Linked DNA regions of Mus musculus: region 2 is linked to region 1. Evidence: chromatin contacts called from public Hi-C data. All regions are on one chromosome and are shown on one strand. The core of a region is the stretch at or near the end of the contact, and the rest is flanking DNA. Distances in the headings are between cores, read along the strand shown. Region 1 holds the start of Lynx1 (Ly6/neurotoxin 1). Region 2 overlaps Gm39556 (a long non-coding RNA gene).

Region 1 (7,048 bases), core at 2,488-4,987:
GGGCCTATCTGGTCGGTGTCTAGACACAGATGAAAGAAGCTGGCCCCCAGCTCTGCAGTACCGGTGCTTCTCCAAGGGCAATCAAGCCTCCTCCACACCACCCCCTTGTGGTAGGAGGGAGGACCTGAACTGGGGCTCCTCTCAGTTTTGGTTGAGGACGCCATCTAGCTGGGGACAATGATCTTGCACACGCAGGGTAACAGGATAATGTTTCCCGGGCCTCACCCACTGAGTCAGGGACCCGCCTCTGACCCTCCTTGCCAGTGCCCTATGGCGTCCACAGGTCAGTCTCAATGCTTGCTGCTGCTGCTGGTGGTGTGCATGTTCCATGTGAGCTCAGGTGGGGGCAGCATTGGCTTCCTCCTAGCATCTTGCCTGGGCCTCAGGGGACACCACAGCCAGTGCTGCCTTTTGGGCTCTGTAGCCTGCACTGAGTGCACATGTGCATGCGCGCTCCCCCTCCCTTTTCCTGCCCTCCCTTGAGACTCATCTTCCCTCTGCCCAGTCAGTGTCTCCTCAGCTCCGGGCCAGTTCCCACCCAACTCACCTGTGTACTAAAGCCCCGCCCGTTCCTGTTCCTGAGAACCTCGGCGAGCCCATCAGCAGGATGCCCTCCCCACCCTCCCAAATCCTCCGGTGGCCTATCCCCGGAGGAGGAAACTGAGGCGGAAAACCACATCAGCTCTAGCAGCAGACAGAGTTCAGGTCTGCCTAGAACCAGGAAGAAGGTCCCCAGGATGGACCTTTGTGTCCCGAGCTCTCACCACTGGGAGGTTGGAATAAAACATTTGTGATGTGATGACCCAAGGACTCTCCATGGGTAGTCCCACTCCATGGACATTGGCCAGCATCCCGACCCCTGGGCTGGGCCAGTGTTAGGGGGTTCCTCAGTGACATGTGAGTTGAGGTACTAGTTAGAGAGCATGGTAAGGCTCCCAAGGACAGCTACACTGCATGAAAGGCAGATCTGTGTCTCCTAAATCTAGGCTGGGTTCTCCTGAGACTTGGTACCCAGCAGTCTGTGGCCACAATAGACTTCACAGGCAGTCATCACCTAGCACTCGGCTTGGCTCCCTGTATATTTGTCTCCCGGGAATGTAACAAGAGACTGAAGGATGTAGGAGCTGCCTACGGGACCTGGGAAGCCACTGGCTGAAGTCTGTTTCCCTGTCTCAGTCGCCCTACTGCCCTGCTCTGACCTGCGTCTGATCCCTTCTTGCCATGCCCAGAATAACAGGCCAGACAAAAAATAGCATGGGTCACCTGCTCCCAAGTCCCTGCCAACTTCAAGGCCCAGCAGCTGGTGTGTGAATGAAGGACTGTAGTGGAGGTCAAGGGGCCTGCTGAGCTGGGGCTGGAGGGATTTCAGTGGCCTATGGAAATGACGCCGTTGCTAGGAACCCTTGGCCAATGGCTATCCCAACATCAGGTCTGGCAGAGTTCCTCAGATAAGTGGAAATGACAAAGGGCTTCCTCACATGGCTTCCACATCACATTTGCTCTGGCAAGCCGCGCTGATCTTCGGAGACAGCCCTGCTGAGTCTTTCTCTGCTTCTAGCCAGCTCGTTATTCTCCGCCGCTCTCCTCCCCTCACCTCTAGCAGACCCATCCTCTACTGGGTAGACTGAGGCAGGGTTCTGAAGGTGGAGTTTGGCTACTAATTCTATCAAATCAGTGCTCCTTGACTTGAGTGATGACCCCTCCTCCATAAACATTCTCCCAGATGCCCCTGATCTTGGGTAGAGGAGAAGCCCAGCCTGCCCCACCCATGGGTGGGCACATTACAGGTCCACATGTCAGCCTTCTGAAAATGACCTTGGAGTGAGGTATCTGGATGCCATCAGTTCTTTCGTAGGTAGCCATGGGACCTCGTGGTAGTTGAGGAGTGTCAGAAGGAAGAGCGTTGGGTGGAGTGAATTGGGAGAGAGAGGGAAACTGTGTTTTTTGAGAGTGTTGCGTTTGAGTGGATCTGGCTTGGGGAACCGAGCTTTACAGCAAGCTCCAGAAGGTAGCTAGGAGTGCTGGGACCAGGGCCAAGGTCACCGGGGTAGCAAAGCCAGCACCGTTGCAGAGGTAGTACTGGCAACAGGAGGTGGCAGATGCATGCTTGGAATAGCCATCGTACACGGTTTCAAAGCAGCTGGGGACACAGGACTTCCTCACCTTCATCCGGTATGGGGTGAAGTCTGCAGGGGACAGACACAAGAAGGTTACAGAAGAGAGGATCAGAACCTTGGATAGCCCAGTCTTAGCTTGTCCACCAGTGCAGGTAGAAGCCTCCCTCCAGGATGCCAGACTCACAAGTTCGTGTGGTCATACAGTAGGTGGCCATGGCTGGGCAGCGCATGGGTTTGAAGCAGTTGTCTCCATTGTAGGCACACACGTGGCACTCCAGAGCCTGGGCTGTGGATGAGGATGGGGATCAGAGAGCAGGAAGAAATCCTTTTCCTGTCAGTCAGACCCCAGCTGTCTCCAGGCAACCTCCCACTTCCACTGGCGGCCAGATCAGGACATCCAGAAGGGGAGAGAATTCTGGCCAGCCTGCCCTTTCTCCACCCACCTTTTCCCAGGGTCAGGCTTCAACCGGGTCCCTCTAGCCTCTGTCCACCTTACCCACAGGCAGGCCCATCAGGGCCACCAGGAACACTGTGAGCAGATGGGTCATGACGGAGACGTGAGGGCAGTGCCAGAGTGAACAGGAGGTCAGCAGCTGGTCCAGGATCCAGCTCAAGCCAGGGAGGAAGCAGGGCACAGAAGCCCTGCCTGAGCTCTTGGTCTCTTAGAGATAAAACATCCCTGCATAGACGATGACAGAGATTTGTAATGACAGCTGGGCTGGGGCGGGCACAAGAGCCCTCCCAGCTCAGTGGGTGTCACTGATTTCCAGTTACCTGGAGATGGGAGGAGGGAGTGGGATATGGAGCATTCCGACCAAAAGCAAGCAAAAAGGGAGGGCGGAGGGAGCTAAAGACGGGGAAAAATGGGCAACATCAATGAAAACCAGGAAGTCCCAGAGTCCTTGAATGCCAAACACAAAGAGAACTTCACCCAGGGGGTCTTTTTTTTTTTTTTTTTTTGCAGGGGATACTTGGCATGCAGTCTCTTCCTGGCAAAGCCCAGAGTGCAAGAGGCTTGCCAAAATAAGACTGGAAGCCAGGTTTGGACTCTTCGTGGGGCAGGGGTCCTTCTCGCGTTTGCTCTCACTGCGTGAAGTCTCCCCAACCCCCGTGCGCAGAGAAGTGCAGGGCTGTGTGACTCCTTCACCACAGGGGAAGGGGCCGGACGATGCTTGCCCGAGACAGAGCTCCGTAGGCTGGGTCTGGTGTTTGGGACTGTTGGAGGGGGATGTGAACTAATACTCTCCTCCCTGCCTATAGACTCGGGCCGGCCCTTGCTGTAGGGGTACCAAAATACCCTCCCGGAAGACAACCCACCCTTTATGACCCATTTTCTAGGTGCCAGCCCGGGATGCTGAAGTCCTGCCTCAGGCCTGGCCTGAGGCTCGACTGAGCCTGCCCCATCTCGGGGAGCTCCGCCCGAAAGACTGCAGTCTTGCTTGGAAGGACTCCCAGGGCGGGCTGGGTGTGGAGTGACCTCGCCCTTGCCCTTCACCACCACGATCCCTATCGTCATGGAAACTCACCCCTGGCCGCTCCCAGGTCCCTCCTGCTGTCTAACTGGGAATCTGTACACACTTCGTGCGGTGTTGGTACCGCATCGCAGGCAGGCCAAGTAGGCTCCGCCGGGGCAACAGATCCGCAGTGCCTGCTCACGACTGGCCCCGCCCACCCCGCCCCCAGGACACACGCTCCGCCCCGGAGACCGCTCAAACCCCGCCCCAGCCTGCCTTCTGTAGGCTCAGTCTCCGGGATAAACTCTTTCTGGTAATGGACCTAGTGAGCAAAGCCTGGGCATCGCTGGGCATCAGAATGCACCTACTCATGTGAAGATTCCCAGTAGCGACCCAGAGGAGAGTATACACCTCCTGAAAATTCTCCTCAGGTTTTGCCGTAGCTCTCCTCATCCCTGCTGCCCTGCCCCCACAGACCAAGCTGCACTGTGTGGGCATGCTGACTCTGGGAAGAGGCACTACCTGGAGAAGGACCTCACCGCACCTCTGCCCTTACTTGGGATCCATAGCAACGCTTTCGAGCAAGCCTTAGAGGAATCCAATGGCTGACAAGCAGTTCTTACCATCAAAAGTGTGCCACTAAATAATTGCTCTATGTAGCTAAAATTCATTTTATTTTTATTGTGTTTCAAAAGCAGCCAAATTTTAATAGTTCTTCACGAATCCTACTTTTTTTCCTGTTGTGGGAGGAAGAAAATAAAGTCTGTAGTAATAGCGAAGAGTGCATAGGGCATTCTTCCAGCAGGTGCATGCGCACATACATACAAGGGGCCTTAGAACTAAGACAAACACACCAGAGGAGTAGGAGCTGGGAGGTAGAGGCAGGTGGATTTCTGTGAGTTCAAGGCCAGCCTGGTTTACAAAGGAAGTTCCAGGGCAGCCAGGGCTCGTTACACGGAGGAACCCTGTCTTGAAAAAAAAAACAAATAAAAATAAAAACAACGGAGACAAACAACCAATAAACTCTAGTCCTTGAGAAAACATACCCGTTCCTCCAAACCATCCACAAAGACCGTGTGGCAGTGCGCAGAAATAAGATCGGCTCCCATAGAGTCATATGCTTAAATATTTGGTCCCCGATGTGGGCAGGGGGTGGGGACTAAAAGGTGTGCTCTTTTTGGAGGAGGTGTGCAGGTGGATGAAGCATCAATCCTGCATGGGGGTGGGGGAGAGAATTGAGGCTGAGCTCTCAGCTCTTCCTGCCTCCGTGCCTTTGCTCCTCCACTCCTGGGCTCCACCTTTCTGAAATGGTAAGCCAAAATTAAATGCTGTCTTTTATAAGTTGCCTTAATCGTGGTGTTTTGTCCCACCAATAGAAAAGTAATTCAGAATCTGTAGATTTCTTTTGGCAAGATAGCCATTTTTACAATGTTGATCCTGCCAATCCATGAGCATGGGAGATCTTTCCATCTTCTGAGATCTTCTTTAATTTCTTTCTTCAGAGACTTGAAGTTCTTATCATACAGATCTTTCACTTCCTTAGTTAGAGTCACTCCAAGATATTTTATATTATTTGTGACTATTGAGAAGGGTGTTGTTTCCCTAATTTCTTTCTCAGCCTGTTTATTCTTTGTGTAGAGAAAGGCCATTGACTTGTTTGAGTTAATTTTATATCCAGCTACTTCACCGAAGCTGTTTATCAGGTTTAGGTGTTCTCTGGTGGAATTTTTAGGGTCACTTATATATACTATCATATCATCTGCAAAAAGTGATATTTTGACTTCATCTTTTCCAATTTGTATCCCCTTGATCTCCTTTTGTTGTCGAATTGCTCTGGCTAGGACTTCAAGTACAATTTTGAATAGGTAGGGAGAAAGTGGGCAGCCTTGTCTAGTCCCTGATTTTAGTGGGATTGCTTCCAGCTTCTCTCCATTTACTTTGATGTTGGCTACTGGTTTGCTGTAGATTGCTTTTATCATGTTTAGGTATGGGCCTTGAATTCCTGATCTTTCCAAGACTTTTATCATGAATGGGTGTTGGATCGTGTCGAATGCTTTATCCGCGTCTAAGGAGATCATGTGGTTTTTGTCTTTGAGTTTGTTTATATTATGGATTACGTTGATGGATTTCCATATATTAAACCATCCTTGCATCCCTGGAATAAAACCTACTTGGTCAGGATGGATGATTGTTTTAATGTGTTCTCGGATTCGGTTAGCTAGAATTTTATTGAGTATTTTTGCATCGATATTCATAAGGGAAATTGGTTTGAAGTTCTCTATCTTTGTTGGATCTTTCTGTGGTTTAGGTATCAGAGTAATTGTGGCTTCATAGAATGAGTTGGGTAGAGTACCTTCTACTTCTTTTTTGTGGAATAGTTTGTGTAGAACTGGAATTAGATCTTCTTTGAAGATCTGATAGAACTCTGCACTAAACCCACCTGGTCCTGGGTTTTTTTTTTTTTTTTTGGCTGAGAGACTATTAATGACTGCTTCTATTTCTTTAGGGGATATGGGACTGTTTAGATCGTTAACTTGATCCTGATTTTATTTTGGTACCTGGTATCTGTCTAGAAATTTGTCCATTTCATCCAGGTTTTCCAGTTTTGTTGAGTATAGCCTTAAAATGGCTATCTTGCCAAAAGCAATCTACAGATTCAATGCAATCCCATCAAAATTCCAACTCAATTCTTCAACGAAGTAGAAAGAGCAATCTGCAAATTCATCTGGAATAGCAAAAAACCTAGGATAGCAAAAACTTTTCTCAAGGATAAAAGAACCTCTGGTGGAATCACCATGCCTGACCTAAAGCTTTACTACAGAGCAATTGTGATAAAAACTGCTTGGTACTGGTATAGTGACAGACAAGTAGACCAATGGAATAGAATTGAAGACCCAGAAATGAATCCACACACCTATGGTCACTTGATCTTCGACAAGGGAGCTAAAACCATCCAGTGGAAGAAAGACAGCATTTTCAACAAGTGGTGCTGGCACAACTGGTGGTTATCATGTAGAAGAATGCGAATTGATCCATTCCTATCTCCTTGTACTAAGCTCAAATCTAAGTGGATCAAGGAACTCCACATAAAACCAGAGACACTGAAACTTATAGAGGAGAAAGTGGGGAAAAGCCTCAAAGATATGGGCACAGGGGAAAAATTCCTGAATAGAACAGCAATGGCTTGTGCTGTAAGATCGAGAATTGACAAATGGAACCTCATGAAACTGCAAAGCTTCTGTAAGGCAAAAGACACCGTCAATAAGACAAAAAGGCCACCAACAGACTGGGAAAGGATCTTTACCTATCCCAAATCGGATAGGGGACTAATATCCAATATATATAAAGAACTCAGGAAGGTGGACTCCAGAAAATCAAATAACCCCATTAAAAAATGGAGCTCAGAGCTAAACAAAGAGTTCTCATCTGAGGAATACCGAATGGATGAGAAGCACCTGAAAAAATGTTCAGCATCCT
Region 2 (7,048 bases), core at 2,407-4,906, 180 kb after region 1:
GATGGTCAGCCTCGGCCCCCTGCCTTGCTTCCTCTTTCAACTTCCAAGAAGTCCCTGTTCCTGTTTCTGCTGCCCCTGCTGCTGCTACCTCTGCCTAGCCAGCACAGGCAGAAGAGGGAAGAGCAGCCCCTGACTCTTCTGACTTCACTTGGAGTCCACCTCACACTCTGGCCCCAATTGCCTAGATAGTGAGCCGACTCTACCATGGTCTTACTTCTCCAGTAAGTACGGGACCCCCAGATGCTCAGGGAAGACAGTTCATGTCATATGTGTTATTTGCCAGTAATGATCTTTACAGCCAGAAGTTACAGAACCCCCCCATTTTTAGAAAGACCATCAGCTCTCACGGGTCTTCTAGTTTCAATCATGCTGACTGACTTACCTACCCTGGATGACTGTCAGCAACTGCTCCTGGTCCTCTTCACAACAGAGTGGGAGGGAGAGGATCCTGGGACCCCGCCCAGAAATTTGGTTCTGGGAGCAAATGGACTGCCTACTCTGTTCAGGCTGATATCTATCGATGCAGCCTTTCATTTGACTGGGATTTTAACGCTCCCCAAGGTAAGGAGAGGTGAGAAGCTCCGGGTCTATGGCCAGATTCTAACGGGCGGCCCACAAATTTATCTAAGGTGAGCCAGGTGATGCAGAGAAAGAATGAGAGCCTCAGAGAATATCTAGAAAGACTTTTTGAAGCCTATAGGACCTACCCTGCTTTTGACCCAGAAGCCAGAGAACACCAATAGCTGTGAACATGGCTTTTGTTAACCAAACTGCCCCTGACAGCTTCAGCCACACTGAATAGCTTTGTGGCCTGCCTCTGGCACTCAAAGCCAGTTTCTATTTGCGGTTTGAATGGCAAGACTTGCAGAGGGGTTTTAAGGGACAACTGACACACCTGCCTCAAGGATTCAAAAACTCACCCACCACCTTTGAGGCACTGCGTAAGGACTGTACTCCAGTATGTATTGTGCCTCCAACCCCAACTTGGAGACCTTCCAGGAAGGCCACATGAGAACTGAGTCAACTTGGCTACTGAGTGTCTGCTAAGAAGGTCCAGATTTGTCAACTTGAGGTCACCTACCTGGGGTACATATTCAAGGGGGGAGGGGCTGGCCAATGCATGCTGTCGGTCGCCTGGAAGCAAACCGTCCTTAGCATCCCAGCTCCATCAACCTGAAGGCAAGTATGGGAATTTCTGGAATCTGCCAGGTTCTGTAGTCTTTGGGTACCAGACACTGAGATAGCTAAACCATTAGATGAGGCCCCCAGAGGCCAAGAAGACAAAATAAAATAGATCTCTGAGATGGACATGTTTTTTTTTGTTGTTGTTGTTTTGTTTTGGTTTGTTTTGGTTTGGTTTTTGGTTTTTCGAGACAGGGTTTCTCTGTGCAGTCCTGGCTGTCCTGGAACTCACTCTGTAGACCAGGCTGGCCTCAAACTCAGAAATTCGACTGTCTCTGCCTCCTAAGTGCTGGGATTAAAGGCATGCGCCACCACTGCCAGGCTGGACATAGCTTTTAAGACCCTAAGAAGAGCCTTATTGGAGTGGTCAGCCTTAGCCCTTGAAGAAATACAGTTTTCAGCTTGGCTATTTCACCAAAGCTATTTGCAGAGCTTGCTTCCCCTTGTCTCCTGCTGCAAGCTGTTTGCAGTGCTTCTCCCCATCTCCTGCTGTCTCCTGCTGCTTAAAGAATTTTCCCTGTTAGGGGTGGTGGCACATGCCTTTAATCCCAGCACTCGGGAGGCAGAGGTAGGTGGATTTCTGAGTTCAAGGCCAGCCTGGTCTACAGAGTGAGTTCCAGGACAGCCAGATCTATACAGAAAAACCCTGTCTCTAAAAACAAAAAAACAAAAAAAACCATAAAACCAAAAAAAAAAAAAGAATTTTCCTTTTCCCTGCCAGTGTAAACAAATTCAAGACCCAACCCCTTCCCTATCTACAGGGACTGACTAAAGGTTGAAAGACCCCCAAGCTGGGTGGTCAATCACTCTGAGGAGACCCTCCCAAGGATCAGCGAGACCACGATTCGGATGCAAACAGCAAAAGGCTTTATTGGGAACACGGGTACCCGGGCGACTCAGTCTATCGGATGACTGGCGCGCCGGGTGTGGAGTTTTTATCCTTTTTATAGGGCTAGGGCTGGGGGGCAAAAAGCGCGGGTACAGAAGCGAGAAGCGAGCTGATTGGTTAGTTTAAATAAGGCTTGGGGTATTTCCCGGTCATTTGGGGAACCTGAAACTGAGGTGGGACTTTCCAGAAACTGTTGCTGGTTTCGCTTTATCTGAGTACCATCTGTTCTTGGCCCTGAGCCGGGGCCCAGGTGCTTGACCACAGATATCCTGTTTGGCCCCTGTCCCGGTATTATTCAGCCTTATTCTTTAACTAAACTTCCTTGTAACTTTTGAGAACTCAGCTCTGGTACTTTTTCATGCCTTGCAAAATGGCGTTACTGCAGCTAGCTTGCTAAGCCTTATGGTGGGGTCTTTCAAGGTTATGATGACTACAGCTGCCAGAAATAACAGTCCTTGAGAAAACTCCCCTACCCGCCTCAGTCTGAAAACCACAAACTGCTTAGATCTTGCTGACAGAGTTTTCTGCCAAATTAAAAATGTGCCGCTGCTTTGCTAAGCAATAATAAAATAACTGCATGACCCCCCTTAAAAGAGTATCAAAGAGGTGTACTTTTTACAAATCGGGGTTGACTCTCCCTGCGAGGCTGAGCAACCCTACGCGAGTCGTCGTAATAAAACCTCTTGTCATTACAGTGACCTGTCATCAAGCGGAGTTTCTGGGGGTCGAGTTCTCTACACCTGGGCCTCTGGAGATCCAACACCCTCAGAGAAAGGGGATAGCAAAAGGGGGTGCTCACCCCCTGTATAGCCCTGGCTGTCCTGGAACTCACTTTGTAGACCAGGCTGGCCTTGAACTCAGAAATCCGCCTGCCTCTGCCTCCCGAGGGCTGGGATTAAAGGCGTGCGCCGCCACACCCGGCTTGTTATTTTTATAGATACCGTTTCAGGATGGGTAGAAGTCTACCCTACAAAGAAGGAGACTCCCAATGTCCTGGCAAAGCAGCTTCTGGAGGGCCTCAGACCCAGGTATGTATGGCCTGCCTACTCAGCTTGGGTCTGACAAGCTCTAGCACAGGTGCTGGGGACCAGTTGAAAATTGCATTGTGCATCCAGACTCCAGCATTCGGGGCAAGTAAAGAGGATGAATCAGACCCTGAAGGAGACCTTGACCAAATTAACCCCTGAAACTGGCGCTGACTGAGTGTCTCTCCTTGTCTTATATAGAGCTAGGAACATCCCCTATATTTTAGGTCCCCCTCTTTTTTTTTAGATCCTATATGGGAGACCCCTCCCCTGCTGCCTAACCTCCAGTCTGATATCTTAGCAGAATATGACCAAAATAAGTTTTTTAAATCCTTGGAAGCCCTCCATAGGGTCCAGAAGCAACTCTGGCCTGCCGTGTGCCAGGTTTATGAGTCAGTTCCTCTCCCTAACCCCCACTGCTTTGAACCAGGTGAAACCAGAATCTGTCTGGATTCAGAGACACAACCACAAGACTCTGGAACCTGGCAGGAAAGGGCCTCACACTGCCATCCTGACCACACCTATGGCTGTTAAGGTGGACCGGATCTGGATACACCCCTCTCACCTTAAGTCTGCCAGCTGAGGTCCCCGCGGAGGAGCCTTCCGGGTGAACTACCACACCCTGTCAATCCGATTTGTGAAACTGCGACTCCAACACCCCCGATCCTGCTTGCTTCGCCTCGCCAGTCAGTAGCCCTCCCCCACTTACTATTTGGGTATCCACAGATAGTGCCATGCATTGTATAAAGATGGGGCTGGGATTTGATCTGACCATCTCCTTAGAATATTTTTCAGTGTCTGAGTGCCCATGGCTTGGCTTTGGGTTGTCTGTAACAACCTTGTCATCAAGTGACCAAGCCCTCTCAGTCAGTCAACGGGTTCTCCAGCACAGGAGTGAGGATTGAAAAGAAAGAGACGATTGAACAACGCTGCAGCATGAGCCCTTTTTTTTTTTTTTTTTTGAGACAGGGTTTCTCTGTGTAGCCCTGGCTTTCCTGGAACTCACTTTGTAGACCAGGCTGGCCTTGAACTCAGAAATCGGCCTGCCTCTGCCTCCCGAGTGCTGGGATTAAAGGCGTGTGCCACCACGCCTGGCTCTGCAGTTATTTCTTTGTCATGCTCCAATGTCAGATTCCTACCTGAGCTTACTTCCTTATCATGGCCAATGTCAGATTCTGGTCTGAAACCCATTTCCCTGTCCTTGGCCAATGTCAGATTCCTGCCAAGAGGCACCCCAGAAGGCTTTCTACAGTCAAGTTCACAAAGTGGCTGGCAGGAAGGCTGACCGTGGTGCCAGTTCTTAACTCCTCTTTCCTTGGACTTAACACAGAACGGTTGGTTACCGGACAGGGACTTGTTTCACAGTGGGTAGAGTGGGCAGGAGTCGGGGAAGCAAGCAATCACCTGGGAACCCTGAATCAGTGTGGGGTTGTGACGTCAGCAATGTTTGTAGTTGACTAAAGTCATACACGTAAACCAGGCAGAGGGCTTGTCTAACACGCACACAATCCTGGATTCAAGGCTCAGTATTAAAAAAAAAAAAAAAAGAAAAAAAAAAAAGGATAGAAATCATGACTGAGAGAGTGTTTGAACCAAGGCAATATTTCAGACAATTTCTGGAAACTTCTTCATAAAGGCCTTTAACACTGTAAAGCAATATAGCGCAAATGCCTGTAATACCAGAAGTTGGGAGGCCCAGGAAAGAGGCTCACCGCAAGCTCACTTTGGACTCCACAGCAAGTCCATAATTTTAAAAAACGAAACAAACCAAAAACACCTCTAAGCGAAATTAAGTCAACTGAGGAGCTCTAGGGGCCTTGGGACTCTGTCAACCGTGGATGGCTGGGGGCATCACTTGGGTGTCACGTGTCATTCCTCAGAGCAGATGGCCATCCCTTGGGAAGAGCCCTGGAGTTTGCACAGATGTGTGGCACAGGGGTTGCTTGGCAGTCCCTGGGGGAGCTTTGAGGCAGGCCTCATCCCACGGGAGGTCACGCAGTCCTTTGAGGTAGAGGCTACAGGAAGGGAGGCTTTGGTTCTTACCTTCCTGAAGGAACGAATGAAGTCAAGAGGCAGCATAGACTGTTTACATTTATTTAGCAAAGAAGTGGTTTATTTCAGAAAGCTAAAGATAGCAATGAGATTGGAGGGGGCTGTTGAAGATGGGGAGCGAGCCGAGGGGGTCTCTGCTGAGGATTTTAAAGGAGTTCCATGAATATTTGTGAGGTGAGTTTTAGCACATCCACGCCCTTAAGCCCTAGCAGTGAATATTGTAGGTAAGCACACCTTTTCTGTTACCACCCATAGGAGCAAGCCCAGATAGTCAATAGTTCCATCCTTTGTCTTATTTGGCTATCTCATACCTGGCTTTATTTAACTTCCGTGGTGTTTCTTGACTCACTTTTTAACCCTAACGTCTGTTTTGTTTTGTTTTGTTTTTTTTCCATTTTCCTTTGTTCCCTGGAGCCCCTGTTGTAGGAATCTACAGATAAATATTAAGTTCTGTTCCAAAAGCTTTACAGACAGACAAACAACTGGCATTATATCAAGGCTCAGGATCAGTACTCCGGTGTGTGGGAATACCAATAAGAGCAAAACACCCCAACCTAATAGCTTTGAACCATAAAATAGAGTTTTTATAAAGTGATACTAATTTTTTTTACCAAACCATAAAAATCAGTTTGTAAGTTTCATTTTACCAGAACTGACTTAAAGGAAAAAGCAAAACACAAAAAACAAAAACAAAAACAAAACAAAACAACAACAACAACAACAAAAACTAGACAGCAAAAGACTCAGAACAGCCATAGGTAAATCTCCTGTGACCATCCCATCAAAGGTACACATATTTTACATTAGTATTATAACCAAAACATATTCAATTTCTAAGACTCTCCTACAACTCTGGAACACATATTAGTAAAGCCTTTGGCTGGGCTTGTCAGTATTTGAGAGGCAGAGGCTGGCAGATCTCTGTAAGCTTGAGGCCAGCCTGGTCAACATAATGAGTTCCAGCCCAGCTAGGGCTACATACCTTGTCCAAAAATAATAATAATGCATCAATATAATAGAGATCTAAAAAACAACAACAAAAAGAGAAAAAAAAAAACCTCTCTTTTGGACTTCAAGAGAATGCTGGTTAATTGTTTTGTCAAGTTGACACATGCTAGGAGGAGGGAACTTCAATTGAGAAAATGCCTCCATCAGATTGTAGGCAAGTTTATAGGGCATTTTCTTGGTTAATATTTGATGTGAGAGGGCCCAGCCAACTGTGATGAAAGCTCTAGCTTACTGGAGATAACCATCAATAACTGGAGGTAGTGGCAAAATGTAGGGAGTTGGTCTGTAGATGCTTGTATTTAAATGCTAAATACTGGCTCCCAAGATCTGGTTGCCCTGCTCACAATGAGCAGATCTTCATGTACATCAAATGATGCTGTGTAACACTTGCTCCCTAACTTAACTGGTCAATAAAGGGCTAGAGCCTGTGATCGGGCAGTAGAGAGAGAAAGATGGGACTTGAGGATTGAGTGAGGGGTCTCAGGAGAGACAAGAAAGGACATGGAGGTGGAGGAGGCCACATTGAGAGATGGACCATGACTACAGATCATGAGTAATCCCCAGACATTTGCCACTTGAATTACTTACAAGGTTGGGAATTTGGTGTGGCTTGTGCTTGATTGTGAAGATGCCCTGGTTCTTCCCTCTTGGAGTAAGAAACTGTTTAACTTATTTTGTCTATAAAGGAACCTATAGTAACTCTGAAAGAGACCTTGGTCTTTTTAAAGTGTTGCCATTTTTAAAGACTGTGGGACTGTTAAAGTTGTATTATGTTTTATACTGTGATATTAGCACGAGAACTTGGGAAACAAGAAAGAAAGCTTATGTCTTAAGAGTGACATGTTTGTATGTCAAGTTGACACAAGCTAAAGTCTCATGACTTATGATTCTC

The links. A called contact is a pair of places that touch in the nucleus more often than the background predicts.
Region 2: a contact with region 1 is called in a Hi-C map of B cells, with 55 read pairs. A contact is called at or near these places in 4 of 39 promoter capture datasets (embryonic stem cells, hippocampal neurons, pre-B cells and 1 more), 27 of 484 Hi-C or Micro-C datasets (B cells, CD4 T cells, CD8 T cells and 18 more), 14 of 130 datasets of targeted methods (CD8 T cells, the HPC-7 cell line, double positive thymocytes and 9 more) and 4 of 9 other capture datasets (adipose tissue, embryonic stem cells, liver and 1 more).

The regions. Positions count from the first base shown.
Region 1 is chr15:74,749,242-74,756,289 of GRCm38.p6, forward strand. It overlaps Lynx1 (Ly6/neurotoxin 1), which reads right to left and starts at 3,738. Exons shown (of 4, transcript NM_011838.4): 1 at 3,644-3,738; 2 at 2,614-2,796; 3 at 2,302-2,403; 4 at 1-2,186. The coding sequence starts at 2,665. The coding sequence ends at 1,990.
Region 2 is chr15:74,931,760-74,938,807 of GRCm38.p6, forward strand. It overlaps Gm39556 (a long non-coding RNA gene), which reads left to right. Exons shown (of 5, transcript XR_003951655.1): 3 at 1-561; 4 at 2,767-3,099; 5 at 3,527-3,683. Among named protein-coding and RNA genes, the nearest start is that of Gm39556, 8.8 kb to the left of the region's middle.